4 separate regions of the Sus scrofa genome follow, and all the other regions are linked to region 2. A link is a contact called in public HiChIP or PLAC-seq data. All regions are on one chromosome and are shown on one strand. Each heading gives the region's core, a stretch centred on a gene start, on an enhancer-like site or on the middle of the called end of the contact. The rest is flanking DNA. Distances are from core to core; before and after follow the strand shown.

Region 1 (2,951 bases), core at 389-2,888, 430 kb before region 2:
GGTCAGCAGCTACAGCTCCAATGAGACCCTTAGCCTGGGAACCTCTATATGCCGCAGGTGCGGCCCTAAAGGACAAAAGACAAAAAATAAATAAGTAAATAAAGCCCCAACACCAAATGCTAAGGCCCCAGCCCCATAGATTCTCCCTAGACACGCCCTCTCGGTTGGACGGCCGCAGGCCCCAAAGGGCACGCTGCCCCCCGGCTCAAGGTAGGTTGGGGCTGCGGCCGCAGAGAGCTGAGCAAGCTGTTCTGGCCGCTGGGCCACTGCCAAAGCCTCAGGGGAAGAAGCCTTGGGCAAAATAAGATCAGCTTTCTCCAGGGAGAGCTGATGGGGCAGGGTGACTGTCTGGGTCACAGCCCAGAGCTGAGGGACAGAGAAAAATAATAAAAAGGAGCATCAGCAGTAGGTACCATTGACCCAAAGCCTTCTTTGCGGGGTGGGTGGTTTTAAAGACACTGCCTTATTTGACAGCGCTCTTAGGAGGTGGCACCATCCCCATTTTATGCACAAGTAAACTGAGGCACAGTTCTGTGACCTGTCCCGGGTCCCATAGCTGGTAAGTGACTGAGTGGGTTTGAATCAGAACTTTGTTCCACAGCCCCACGCTCTTTCTGCTCAGACTGCACCTGCCTTCTCACATCTGTTCGTTGCTGTCAGCACTTGAGGGGTCCAGTGAGATGCCCCCCAAGAAATGGTGAATAAAAGAAAGAGGACTTCCCCTGGATTGTTAAGCAAAACCTCAGGTGGATCAGAGCACAACGGTGCCAAGTCACCTGAGAGAAAGGGGCTCCCAGCCTGGCAGACTCAGAGGCCCTGTGTTCAGACTGAGCAGCTGATGTGATCAAGAGCCCAGGTTCTGGAACGGGACGGGAAGCTGGTTCCAATCCCCACCCGGCCACTTTATAGCTCCGGGGCCACCTCTCAGTGCCTCAGTGGCCAAATCCGTATAATGGGGGCAGTAACAGTCCCAATATCAGAACTGCCATGATGACTGAAAAAGATGGGGACCTAGAGAGCTTAGCACAATGTCCAGCAAAGCAGTCCATTAGCGATAGCTTCTACTCTTACTATTATTATTAGAGTCAAACAATATATTGCTTACAATGGACTTGGGCAGTCCTGGGACAGGATAAAAAATGAGAGTCCTGGTGTAGACAGCCTCGTGGGGGTGTCTCAACTGATAAGCTTCAAACCACTGTCTATCACCCCAATCTGCTGGCTCCGATTATGCTTTACTTCCTACCAAGGCCTGTCTGCTTCTCCATGACACTGAGTGTTGGGGTCCTGGGACATACCTGTTTACAAACGGCCATCTGGTGTAATTTGAGAATCTCACAATTTTGGATAAAGAGCTTGTTGCCTCAAGAGCTGGAGCATCTGCTGTGTGCTAATCAATCAGGGTCTTGCGTGTGGAGGACTGGGGTCAGATGTAGGGCCGAGGAGGTGTTTGCAACACCTGGACCTTTGGGGCAGGCCACCCGCCTGCTCTTTCTCAAACATGTCACACCCTATCTTGCAGTTAGATTTCTTCCCCTTAACTCTGAGACTGGCCTCCCATCTTTACCCAGGCAGATCACCCAGGAAAAGTCCCTTAAAGGGAAATCACAGGAAATCAAGCCAGACACTTGTCATCTCTGATCTTGGCCAGCAGAGGGCGTGATTGCACGCAGCTGGGCTCAGCTGCCACCCGCATACCTTGTTGGCCACCGTGTATTGGTAAGAGTACCGTTGCTTGCCACTCTTGTCCTCGTAAACCGTGGGCACGATCTTCAGGATGTAGTCGTGGGAGGCGAGAGCTGAGGGAAGGACACAGCAGCATGAAGCACGGGGGTGGGCACTGCCTGGCTGGCAGCTCTTTCTACGTCAGTTCAACCCTAGACGTGCTTGGCATTGCCACGGGGTGGGAGGGACTCAGCCTGCATAATTTTGCCACCAAACCACCCCTCTTCTTTTTGAAAGACTCCATCTGTCAGTATCTTTACTCCTGCACTGTATAGAATATTAAATTCTAGAAACGACCTAAATGTCCATCAATAGGGCAAGTGCTGAGGAGGGGCTGCTGGAAGAAACCACTTGTTTGGTGAAAAGAATTAAGTTACAGACCAGGGTGAATAATGTGATTCCCTGGATTAGGAGCAGGGAAGACTCACTCCTTTACATGCGTGAATACACAGAAGAATTTTCTGCAAAGATACCCAAGAAACTATTAGCAGTTTTAGCATCTGGGAGGGAACGTGGGATTTGATAAATGTCATATTTCTTCATGCACCTTCTTATCCTGTTTGAATTCTGTTACTTTCGAAACAAACTGGGTTCAAGTTTTAAAGATGAAAAACCGGGGAGCTCCTATTGTGGCTCAGCGGTTACGAACCCGACTAGGAACCATGAGGTTGCAGGTTTGATTTCTGGCCTTGATCAATGGGTTAAGGATCCGGCGCTGCCTGTGGTGTAGGTCACAGATGTGGCTCAGATCCCATATTGCTGTGGCTCTGGCATACGCCGGCAGCTGCAGCTCTAACTGGACCCCTAGCCTGGGAACCTCCATATGGCACAGGTGCAGCCCTAAAAAGCAAAAAAACCCAACCAACCAACCATCCAACCAAAAAAAAAGAAAAAGAAAAACTGCATCGATAAAGAACTGATTAATTTCTTCCCTCATTTTCTCATTTTCAATTAATGGGAGGTCAGTTGTCCCCTGAACTGGTCCTGTGGGATTACTCTGTAACTCTTACCCCATCCCTGCTGGATGAGGGAGGCTGCAGGGGGCGGGGTGGGGTGGGGGACTCAGCCTTACTCATCTTTCTGTCCCCAGAACCCTGCGCAGGGCCTGGTACAGAGTGGACAGTGGCAAATGCTTATTGAATGAATGAATGGAGAGATGGATGACTGGTCAGAGACATGAATGGGAGAACAGATGAATCAGCTTCTGATAAGCATGAAGTAACCGG
Region 2 (2,898 bases), core at 4-2,503:
CACCAGACTCTCCAGTGGCTTGGCCAGAGCTGCTGACACGCATCCTGCCTGGATCACCACCACCACCACCCTCTTTCAAAGGCTCACCCTGGATTTAGGATGCGAAGAAGCTCTGGGCTCCTTCAGGCCTGGAGGGGAGCTGTGTGGTTTGCTGGAAGGAGCCCTGCTTACTCGTGTAAAACATTGGCCGGGGGCCTAAACCTCCTATCCATGCATTATGCGTACATTCATTCAGACATTTGTTCAGCCAGCATCTCCTGAAAATGACTCAGTGCCAAGCCAGGCCTCGGAGGCGCTGGATGAAGAAATGTGGAGCAGCCCAAGCCACCCTCTGCTTTAACTTGTGAAATATGCCTAGAGCCAGACACAGATGGGGTCCCGACACCAGCTCTGTGACTCTGGGGGCTACTCTCAGACACCTCCTCTGTAATATGGGTCTGCAACCCCCTCTTCTCCCCACAGCTGTCCTGACAATTCAGAGACCATGTCCCCCAAAGCAAGAGGCACTGCACCAGGCAGGGAGTAAGTGCTTCACGTTTGGGAGTCAATGGCCTTGTGAACAGGCATCCACTGCCCTTCACCCATTCACCACCCTCTCACCCTGTTTTGCTGCTATTGTCATTGTATTGTACTTGCATTTGTTGGGGTTTTTTTTTTGTTTGTTTGTTTGTTTTTCTCCCCCTCTCCCCATCTCTCAGACTGTAAGCCTAGGAGGAGAAGCTGCTGGCCTCTTGCACCTCCCGGAATCCCCATGGCTTGAGGCTGAGTTTACAAATGACAACATTTATAGTGGCTCTGACCTCACAGGCACTTAATCCTGAGGACAGCCCCGGTTGGTAGGCGTCAGCACTAGGCCCATTTTATAGATGAACAAACTGAGCTCAGAGAGGTTAAGCCACTTGCCCAAGGTCACAGAGTTGAATAGCGGCAGAGTTGGACTTTGAACCCAGGAGTTTGGCCGTCAAATCCAGCGCCCGACCGCGACTATCAGAAAGAGAGTGCGGGAATGAACCCACCAGGCCATCAGTGCTCGCACGGCGGATGCCCGCCTGTCCCCTCTCCTGGCCGCGGGGGCTCGCCGCTGGGACAAAGGCCCTGCGGAGGCCGGACGTGGGCCAGTCAGGTCCGCGCGCCGGGAGGCGGGAGTTGGGACCGGCCCTTTAAGGGGGGCGGGCCGGCGGCGCGGGGGGCGGGCCGGGGGCGGGCCGGAGGCGGGCGGCGGCGGCGGCGGCCGGGCCGGAGGGCGCGCGGAGCGAAGGGCGGCGGCGGCTGCAGCGGCTCGTGCTCGGCCCGGGTTCTGGATCGCGCTCGGCCCCCGGCTCCCGGTCCGCGTCAGCGCGCCCCCTGCATCCCGCGCCTCCAGCCCTCGCGCTCGGCCCCGCAGAGGAGCGGCCATGCCGCCGCGGCGCAGCATCGTGGAGGTGAAGGTACTGGACGTGCAGAAGCGGCGGGTGCCCAACAAGCATTATGTGAGTATCGCGCGGCCCCCACGCCCCCTCGAGCCGGTGCCCTGCTGGGGGCAACCGAGAGCCCCCCGGCTCTGAAAACTTCTGCCTCCTGCTCTTTCTCCCCCACCTCCCCTTCTCTCCCCGCCTCGGCCCTGCTGCTGAGCTGCCCGGGTCTTTCCCGGCTCCTCCCTCTCTCCCCCTCCCCTCCTCTCTTTTGCCCTGTTCCGCTCTTCCACCCGCTCCTCCCGCCTCGCCCCCACCTCGCCTCTTTGCCGCCCCTTCCCCTTGCTCCCTGTGTCCCCTACTCCCGTCCTGCCCTTCCCAAGTCTGGCCCCAGCCGGTGTAGGAAACAGACAGAAAGAGAGAGAGGCGCCAGTTCCCAGGCCGCCCGCCCTGTCCCTCCTTGTCCGGAGGCGCTCAGACCCGCAGTGCCCAGCCACAGGTAGCCCCACCAGGGATCGCCAAGTTGGTTCCCCCCTTTCGGAGGGGCCAGGCCGAGCGGTGAAGGTCTCTGCGAATGGATGCTTTGAGTGCCTGCAGCATGAAAAGGTGCACAAAAAACCCCGGAAAACAAAACCAGTCTCTGCTCCTTCTCTCCAGTAACTTCTGTTTTAAAATGTATTAAAGTTTTCTCCTGGTAGTTCCCTGGCAAAATAGGAATCGTGTTTAGTGCTGGCGACGACTTGAGAAAATGGGCGGGTAGCATCGTTTTGCGGATGGGAAAGCTGAGGCTCCAGGAGACTTCGGGTTCTGGAACAAGGCATTCGGTGTTCCCTGCCTCTGGAACGTGTGCCTGGGGCAGGTGGTGATCCCCTAGATGAGAAATGGTTTCCACGGCGTCTTGAAGCTGAATCTGTGGGTTCAGGGGGCCTCTCAGGGGCCCGAGCTTCTAGGTGGAGGGATAATGGGTCTGTGGGTTGGTGGACCCAGGGGAGGCCTTGGGGAGGCCTCTCTGGAGGAGGGAAGAGGGCTGTGGTGTCTCTGGTGGTGAGAAGGGGGCAGTGGCAGCGCCTAGCTGCAGAGAAGTTAAGCAGGAAGGAAAAAAGAGCAAGAGGGAGGGAAAAAAAAATCCTAACAAAGAAGTATAGAACAATAAAGAGCAAGGGGCGTTGGCTGGCTACATTCAGCGCCTTGACCTCCCAGTAAGTCGTCTTTGGATCTCTTTTCTTAAGAGGCTGCTTCTTATAAAGCAGATCTACAAGCTCTCCATGAACCGTCTGTAAAATTCTGAAAGGAGATTGCCGGGAATCCACTCTGCGCTCCCTGTGAGAAAGGGTGTGCTTTGTGAGCCTGTATTGTTATTGGCTGGGCAGCTAGTTATTTAAGCCTTAGCCAGGCGGTGGGAAGCTGTTTCCTGGACCTGTGGCATCTTTAAATAGGGTGAAGTTTCCCTTGATTCCATAGTTGGGCTAAATTGTCTTTTTTTTTTTTTTTTTTTTTTTTTTTTTTG
Region 3 (3,000 bases), core at 221-2,720, 270 kb before region 2:
GCGGGTCTCCCCAAATGCGCGTCCAGGTCCTGGTAATCCTCTTAGAGCACCCAGGATGGGGATTTCGAGTTAAGCCCATATTAGTGGCGAGAACCAGGGCGTGGGGGCTGGGCCCGGCTCCTGTTCCTGACTCCTGTTCCCAGCTGGAGGCTCCCAGCCCAGGGCAGAGTTAGGTGCTCAATCAGTGCACATTTGGGGAATAAAGAGATGGAGTGGCTACAACTGTCTTTAAGTAAACGTGACCCAAAACATGTCTGGCGGCCTCGGGAGGGCGCTGTCGAGCCGCGCTGGGGGGGGGGTCCGCCTCCCTTAACACGGAACCCCGCAGTCCTCGACCTGACTTTACGACCCCCCCGACCAGGATTTCAGCCCTCTGAAATCTTCTAACCTTTCTTAGTTCACAATGGTCTGGGCAAGCACATGACTGAGAAAGACCTTTTTCCTCTTGGGTTTGACTGGAAGGCATTTTACTTGTTAAATGTACATTTTATTTTTAAGTAACAGGAGAGTAGTCTGGGGAGTAGGAAAATATTTCCCTGAACACCTCCACCCCAACTCACCCCGGTTGTTCTTGGCTGGACAAACTCGTTAATTTTCCTCCAACCTTCATTTCAGGCTCCTCTCTGTCCCTCGACCCCCAGCAGCGTGATGCTGGGCAAGTAAATAGCCTCTCCTTGAGAACCTGTTTCCTCGCCTGTTGGGGATGAGGAAATGAGAGAAAGGGGCCCACATCTCTGCAAAAACGCAGGAAACCCCTTTCCGTTCTGCTCTGCGGCGGAGGGGGCGCGGGGAAGGGGCACAGGGCGGGGGGAAGGGAGGCGGAGGCCGGTGGCATGCGGCCTGATCTCCCAGCCGCTCTCAACACCGAGGTCAGCCTTCAGCTGCTCGCGCGCCCTTCCTCTCTCCTCCCTGCCGGTCCCGGAGAGTAGCTCGGGCCAGCTCCCCGGGGACGCGCCAGGCGCAGGCCGGACGGCCCGGCGGGGGATGGGACCCGAGCCAGAGCGCAGCCAGCGGACCCCACTCAGAGGCCGATGACGTCTTCCCCTTTGGCTCGGCCGGCGCCAAGCCCGGCAGGGCGGGTGACGTCACCACACCGGTCACGTGACCGTCATTCAAACAAACAACCCCCTCCCCTTGCGCGCGCGCGCGCGCGCGCGCCTCCGCGCGCCCCTCCCCGCCCCGCCCGCCGAGAGGCCACATATAAGCGCGCTTCCCGCGGGTCTGACTCGCCGTGAAGGACGTTGGGGTTGTAGGTTCTACGCGGGTTGGAGGGGCAGGCAGGGGAGCAGTAAGGAACCCGAGGCGGTCGAGAGACCCGCACGAAGACCCTTCGCTCAGCCCAGAGGCAGTTTGGAGTTTGGCTTAAAGAAAACGAGGGTCAGGCTTTTCCTCGAAAGCCGTCGCCCTCCCCTTGGCTTCCGAGGACAAAGAGCACAAGAAGACTTCACGCTGGGGGCGCTGGGGCCGGCCATGGTCATGGAAGTGGGATCCCTGGACGCCGGAGGCCTGAGGACGCTGCTGCGGGAGCGCGCGGCGCAGTGTCTGCTGTTGGACTGTCGCTCCTTCTTCGCTTTCAACGCCGGCCACATCGCCGGCTCCGTCAACGTGCGCTTCAGTACCATCGTGCGGCGCCGGGCCAAGGGCGCCATGGGCCTGGAGCACATCGTGCCCAACGCGGAGCTGCGCGGCCGCCTGCTGGCCGGCGCCTACCACGCCGTGGTGCTGCTGGACGAGCGCAGCGCTGCCTTGGAGTGCGCCAAACGCGACGGCACCCTGGCTCTGGCCGCCGGAGCGCTCTGCCGCGAGGCGCGCGGCGCGCAAATCTTCTTGCTCAAAGGTACGCCCTCGGGGACGCTCAGGGGCGGGCCGCACGCCCCCTGTCGCCTAGCCCGGGGACCCCCGGCTCTCAGCATCTAGGGGACTGCCCCACCTGGAGCGCCTGGGCGCTCGATCCGCATTCTGGGGACTTGTTGGCTTTGTTTGGTCTGTGAACAAAGACTCGCCTGGGCCTCTCCGGGGTAAACTTCCAGTCCCGTTGGATAGCGGAGTTGTTTGAAGGGTGCCCTGTGTCGGCGGTACTAATGGGAAAAAAAATGTCTCTTTGTATTCCCAGGAGGATATGAAGCTTTTTCTGTTTCCTGCCCGGAGCTCTGCAGCAAACAGTCGACCCCCATGGGGCTCAGCCTTCCCCTGAGTACTAGCGTCCCTGACAGCACCGAATCAGGGTGCAGTTCTTGCAGCACTCCACTCTACGATCAGGTTAGTAGGGGGCCTTACCAGAGGGGAGAAGGAACAGCTGGTAAATGTAGGAGAATATAGAAAGTGACATGCAGCTTTATTTATAACGGGGGACACGGGGATATTTATCCCGTGGTTAAGTGGTATGATGGAGCTGAGTCTCTAATTGTTGGCACTACAGAAGTGAACTTTGTTGGCCCTGCCCAAGCAACTGGGCTTAGTCCCCTATTTTCTATACCAGCAAGATGCTGCGAAGGTCACCCAGTATTGAAACTGACTTGTTCAGGGAGTTTTTGTGGGTGTGGGCATGAGCATTGCCATTGAACAAGGCTTGACAAGTGTTGGATGTTTCTGGATTTCAGGGTGGCCCAGTGGAGATCCTACCCTTTCTCTACCTGGGGAGTGCCTACCATGCTTCTCGCAAGGACATGCTGGATGCCTTGGGTATCACTGCCTTGATCAACGTCTCGGCCAACTGTCCCAACCATTTTGAGGGTCACTACCAGTACAAGAGCATCCCCGTTGAGGACAACCACAAGGCGGACATCAGCTCCTGGTTCAATGAGGCAATCGATTTCATCGGTAAATAAGTGGAACAAGATGCCTGGGACCTGTGCCTCCCTGTTTTAGTTTGAGCCACCGAGCCTAAACTCTACAGCAAGAACTTGAGGGACATTCTTTTAAGCTGTAGACATTACTCTCAGTCAGGTGTGGGTGGCATCCCTATGAAGCATAGATTTGATGTCCCACTTTACAGGTTAG
Region 4 (2,978 bases), core at 257-2,756, 470 kb before region 2:
TTACTTGTAAGCTAGAGAGAAGTAACAGGTCTAACACAAGTTTATTCCAGAGAGCAAAGGAGAATCAGGTCACAAAATATATTTGCTTTTCTTTAATAAAGGAAATAGAATTATCCACTCAACAAATATTTTTGAATGGGAGTACCCACCATGGCTCAGCAGAAACAATCTGACTAGCATCCATGAGGACGCAGGTTTGATCTCTGGCCTCACTCAGTGGGTTAAAGATCTGGCGTTGCACTAAGCTGTGGTGTAGGTTGCAGATGCGGCTTGAATCTGTTATTACTGTCCTGTAGCGTAGGCCAGCAACTACAGCTCCAATTAGACCCCTAGCCTGGGAACCTCCATATGCTGTGGGTGCGGCCCTAAAATAAAAAAACTAAAAAATAAGAATTTATTGAATGTCCACTATACATGCAAAACACTATGAAGCCACCAATTAGTTTCAAAGAATAAAACAAGAGATGGTGCTCCCCCAAACTGTGAATTCAATCTAAGTTTCACCCCACATGATCTTACAGTGAGAAGAAAATGACTAAAAGGCAAAAGAGGAACCAGAAAGAGGGTGTTTCAGAGTTCCTTTGAGAACACTCTGCTTCACACCACAATTTTTAAAAAGTTTACTTACCAAACAGATAAATCTCTATCTAACAAAGAAGTCTGGGAAAAAAGTCTCCTTAAAAGCCTTTCTTAAGGATCTCTTAAGCTTCTAAGAGCTTGTTACACTCACATACCAGCGCCCTCCAAAAGGTATGACGCAGGGGTTTCTAAACAATACCTCCAGCTCTTCGGTAATTAATCTCGCTTTAGATCAGGCCCCAGCTACCTCCTGGCGCCCACTAGATGCAAGGCCTGGGCTCAATGTCATTGCACAAGCTTGTCCTGTGCAACTGCGAGAGGCTGCGAGGCAGAGAGGGCCATTTCTGTTTTATTTATTTGATCCGTTCCTTCAAAGATTAGGCAAACGAGGCCTCATTTGGGTGGACGGCAGGGCTAAAGAGGCAATAGTCGTCTAGGGACGAACCGCAACTTCTCTTTTGAATCGATATAAACCCATTTCCGACTGTACCGTCCTACAGAGGGACGTGGTGAGAAAAAATTCCCCTAAAACTCCTTCTCGAGGGTCTGGCGGAGGTCAAACTCCTCACGCTCGGGCCGGGAGACATGGAGGCTGCTGAGATAAGGAAACTGCGGGGCTGCACGCGGCTCGGGGCCTGACTCTGGACTGCAGGACTACCCGGGGAAGGTCTCTGACCAGTGCAGGGTCGCCCTCTCCCCCGCCCGGCCCGGCCGGTCCTCACCGCGCGTCCCACCCCAGGCAGGCCTGGCGCACTTACCCCCGGTTGGGACCCTTAGGGATGAACCAGGGAACCAGGAAGCCGACGAAGCCCCAGAACACGCTCATCACGATGAGAGGCACCGTGAGGCCGGTATACGCCATGGTTGCCGTCGGAGCTGCCAGCCCCTGCCCCGCCGCCTCACTTAGGTGCCACCCGGAAGTGTCAACACAGACCGCGTGATCGGCGGGCGCAAAGACCCGCCTCCTGCGCCTCACGTGACCGCGCGCCGGGCCCGCCCCTCTGGGGCCGGGCTATAGAGCCCCGCCCTCTCCCGGAGGGTCTCGGAGCTTACTGCCTGTTGACAGAAGGCGCTCGCTCTGTAGCCCCAGAGGTAAGTGTCAAGTCACCAAGGGCTTAGCAGTTTCCGGGCAAGAACGTGGCCCTTTTAAGAAATACATGTAGTTATTTACAGCTTTAGCTTCTTATGCAACAAACGTGTAGAAAACTTCATAGTAATTTTCTGTTCAGAATTCCTGTGTGCCAGGCACTGGTATATGAGTTAAGTGCTTGAGTTCTTTTCGAACACCTCACTACAGCCTATGAAGTAGTTTTAATTACTGTACCCACTTTGCACCTAAAGAAACTGAGGTCCAGGGAGCAGGTTACAATTTTTGCCCAGAGTCTGGTACCTAGTAAGTGGCAGAGCCAAGATTCAACCTTTGATGATGTGATTTTCAAGGCCAGCGCTCTTAGCTACTGACCTACTGTTAGACTTGTGCACTGAGCCAGGTTTTGGGGTTACAGAAATCAGACACCACCACCCGCTCTAGGAATTCATGAACTGGTGAGGAGAAGGACTTGTGAGCAGGTCACTCAGTGCAGTGTCAAGATAGAGGGAACCAAAGAGCATGACTGTCCACCGCAGCCAGTTCTGAGCAGAGCCTTGAAAAGGGAGTAGGAATTAAAGCCAGAATATTGAGGAGAAGGTAACGTGGACTTTCTAATGCACGCCAAGCTTCACATACGTTCACTGTAGTATGTATGTGACAACCTTGGAACAGTGAAAGAACCCCTTTCTGGAAGAGCTCTCAGACAGAAGCAAGATGGAAAGCAAATCCATAAACCAATCCAACGTACTTTACCCTGGACCATGGTTTTTCTGCAGTAGTCACCTTTCTTCACCTCGAATTACCTCCTGATTTCTTTCTTCATTCAACTAGAATGGACCCTGTATTAAATGAGAAGTTGGACCAATGATCTTTAACATCTGTACCAACTCTTCAAATATGATGCCCAGCCTTCACCTGAAGGACAAGGTAGGAAACTAGTTGGTCTCCTTTGTGCTCATATTGCTCCCCCAGCAGCTCAGTTGCGGCAAAAATTCTATTGTCCTTAAGTTCCAGTCCAAGTACCACGCTCTCCAAGACCTATTTCATTGCATTAATGCATGTCTTGTGGCCTTGTACTTCTGTGTGTGCATAATCAAGCCAACCCTCTACTAGAGGATAGAGTGCTTGAGAATGAGCGTGTTAAACTGATCTTTGCCCCCTAGGAGCACTTTATACATGGAAGGTGCTTAATAAACACTTGTACAACTTATCTGAATAGTTAAGAAAGGGTGAGATCACCCTGATCTCTATCAGAGAAAAAAGTTTGCTCCTATTTTCTTTCAATTTCCTTTTTTTAAAAAAAAAAAAC

What was found. HiChIP or PLAC-seq counts read pairs in DNA pulled down with a chosen protein or histone mark.
Region 1: a contact with region 2 is called in an H3K27ac HiChIP or PLAC-seq map of alveolar macrophages, with 7 times the contacts expected there. The contact joins the enhancer-like site here to the promoter of SH3PXD2B in region 2. A contact is called at or near these places in 1 of 5 promoter capture datasets (liver), 4 of 47 Hi-C or Micro-C datasets (alveolar macrophages, heart right ventricle, mesenteric adipose tissue and 1 more) and 1 of 2 datasets of contacts at active chromatin or transcription factors (alveolar macrophages).
Region 3: an H3K27ac HiChIP or PLAC-seq map of alveolar macrophages shows a contact between it and region 2. The contact joins the promoter of DUSP1 here to the promoter of SH3PXD2B in region 2. A contact is called at or near these places in 2 of 47 Hi-C or Micro-C datasets (embryonic fibroblasts and liver) and 1 of 2 datasets of contacts at active chromatin or transcription factors (alveolar macrophages).
Region 4: an H3K27ac HiChIP or PLAC-seq map of alveolar macrophages shows a contact between it and region 2. The contact joins the promoter of ATP6V0E1 here to the promoter of SH3PXD2B in region 2. A contact is called at or near these places in 2 of 5 promoter capture datasets (fetal liver and fetal skeletal muscle) and 1 of 2 datasets of contacts at active chromatin or transcription factors (alveolar macrophages).

Annotation. Positions count from the first base shown.
Region 1 is chr16:51,299,638-51,302,588 of Sscrofa11.1, forward strand. ERGIC1 (endoplasmic reticulum-Golgi intermediate compartment protein 1) reads right to left here. Exons shown (of 10, transcript XM_003134052.6): 8 at 1,699-1,799. Among named protein-coding and RNA genes, the nearest start is that of RPL26L1, 24 kb to the left of the region's middle. Within about 2 kb of position 1,639, at least 28 of the 83 cell types and tissues checked have an H3K27ac peak or open chromatin away from gene starts, as enhancers often do. A contact at or near this core is called in alveolar macrophages, liver and skeletal muscle, where this site is marked.
Region 2 is chr16:51,731,917-51,734,814 of Sscrofa11.1, forward strand. SH3PXD2B (SH3 and PX domain-containing protein 2B) reads left to right here and starts at 1,254. Exons shown (of 14, transcript XM_021077089.1): 1 at 1,254-1,469. The coding sequence starts at 1,395.
Region 3 is chr16:51,456,792-51,459,791 of Sscrofa11.1, forward strand. DUSP1 (dual specificity phosphatase 1) reads left to right here and starts at 1,471. Exons shown (of 5, transcript NM_001256075.1): 1 at 1,471-1,837; 2 at 2,114-2,259; 3 at 2,601-2,820. The coding sequence starts at 1,471. It overlaps LOC102166710 (a long non-coding RNA gene), which reads right to left and starts at 1,091. Exons shown (of 5, transcript XR_001304774.2): 1 at 561-1,091.
Region 4 is chr16:51,259,165-51,262,142 of Sscrofa11.1, forward strand. ATP6V0E1 (ATPase H+ transporting V0 subunit e1) reads right to left here and starts at 1,507. Exons shown (of 3, transcript NM_001044579.1): 1 at 1,338-1,507. The coding sequence starts at 1,441.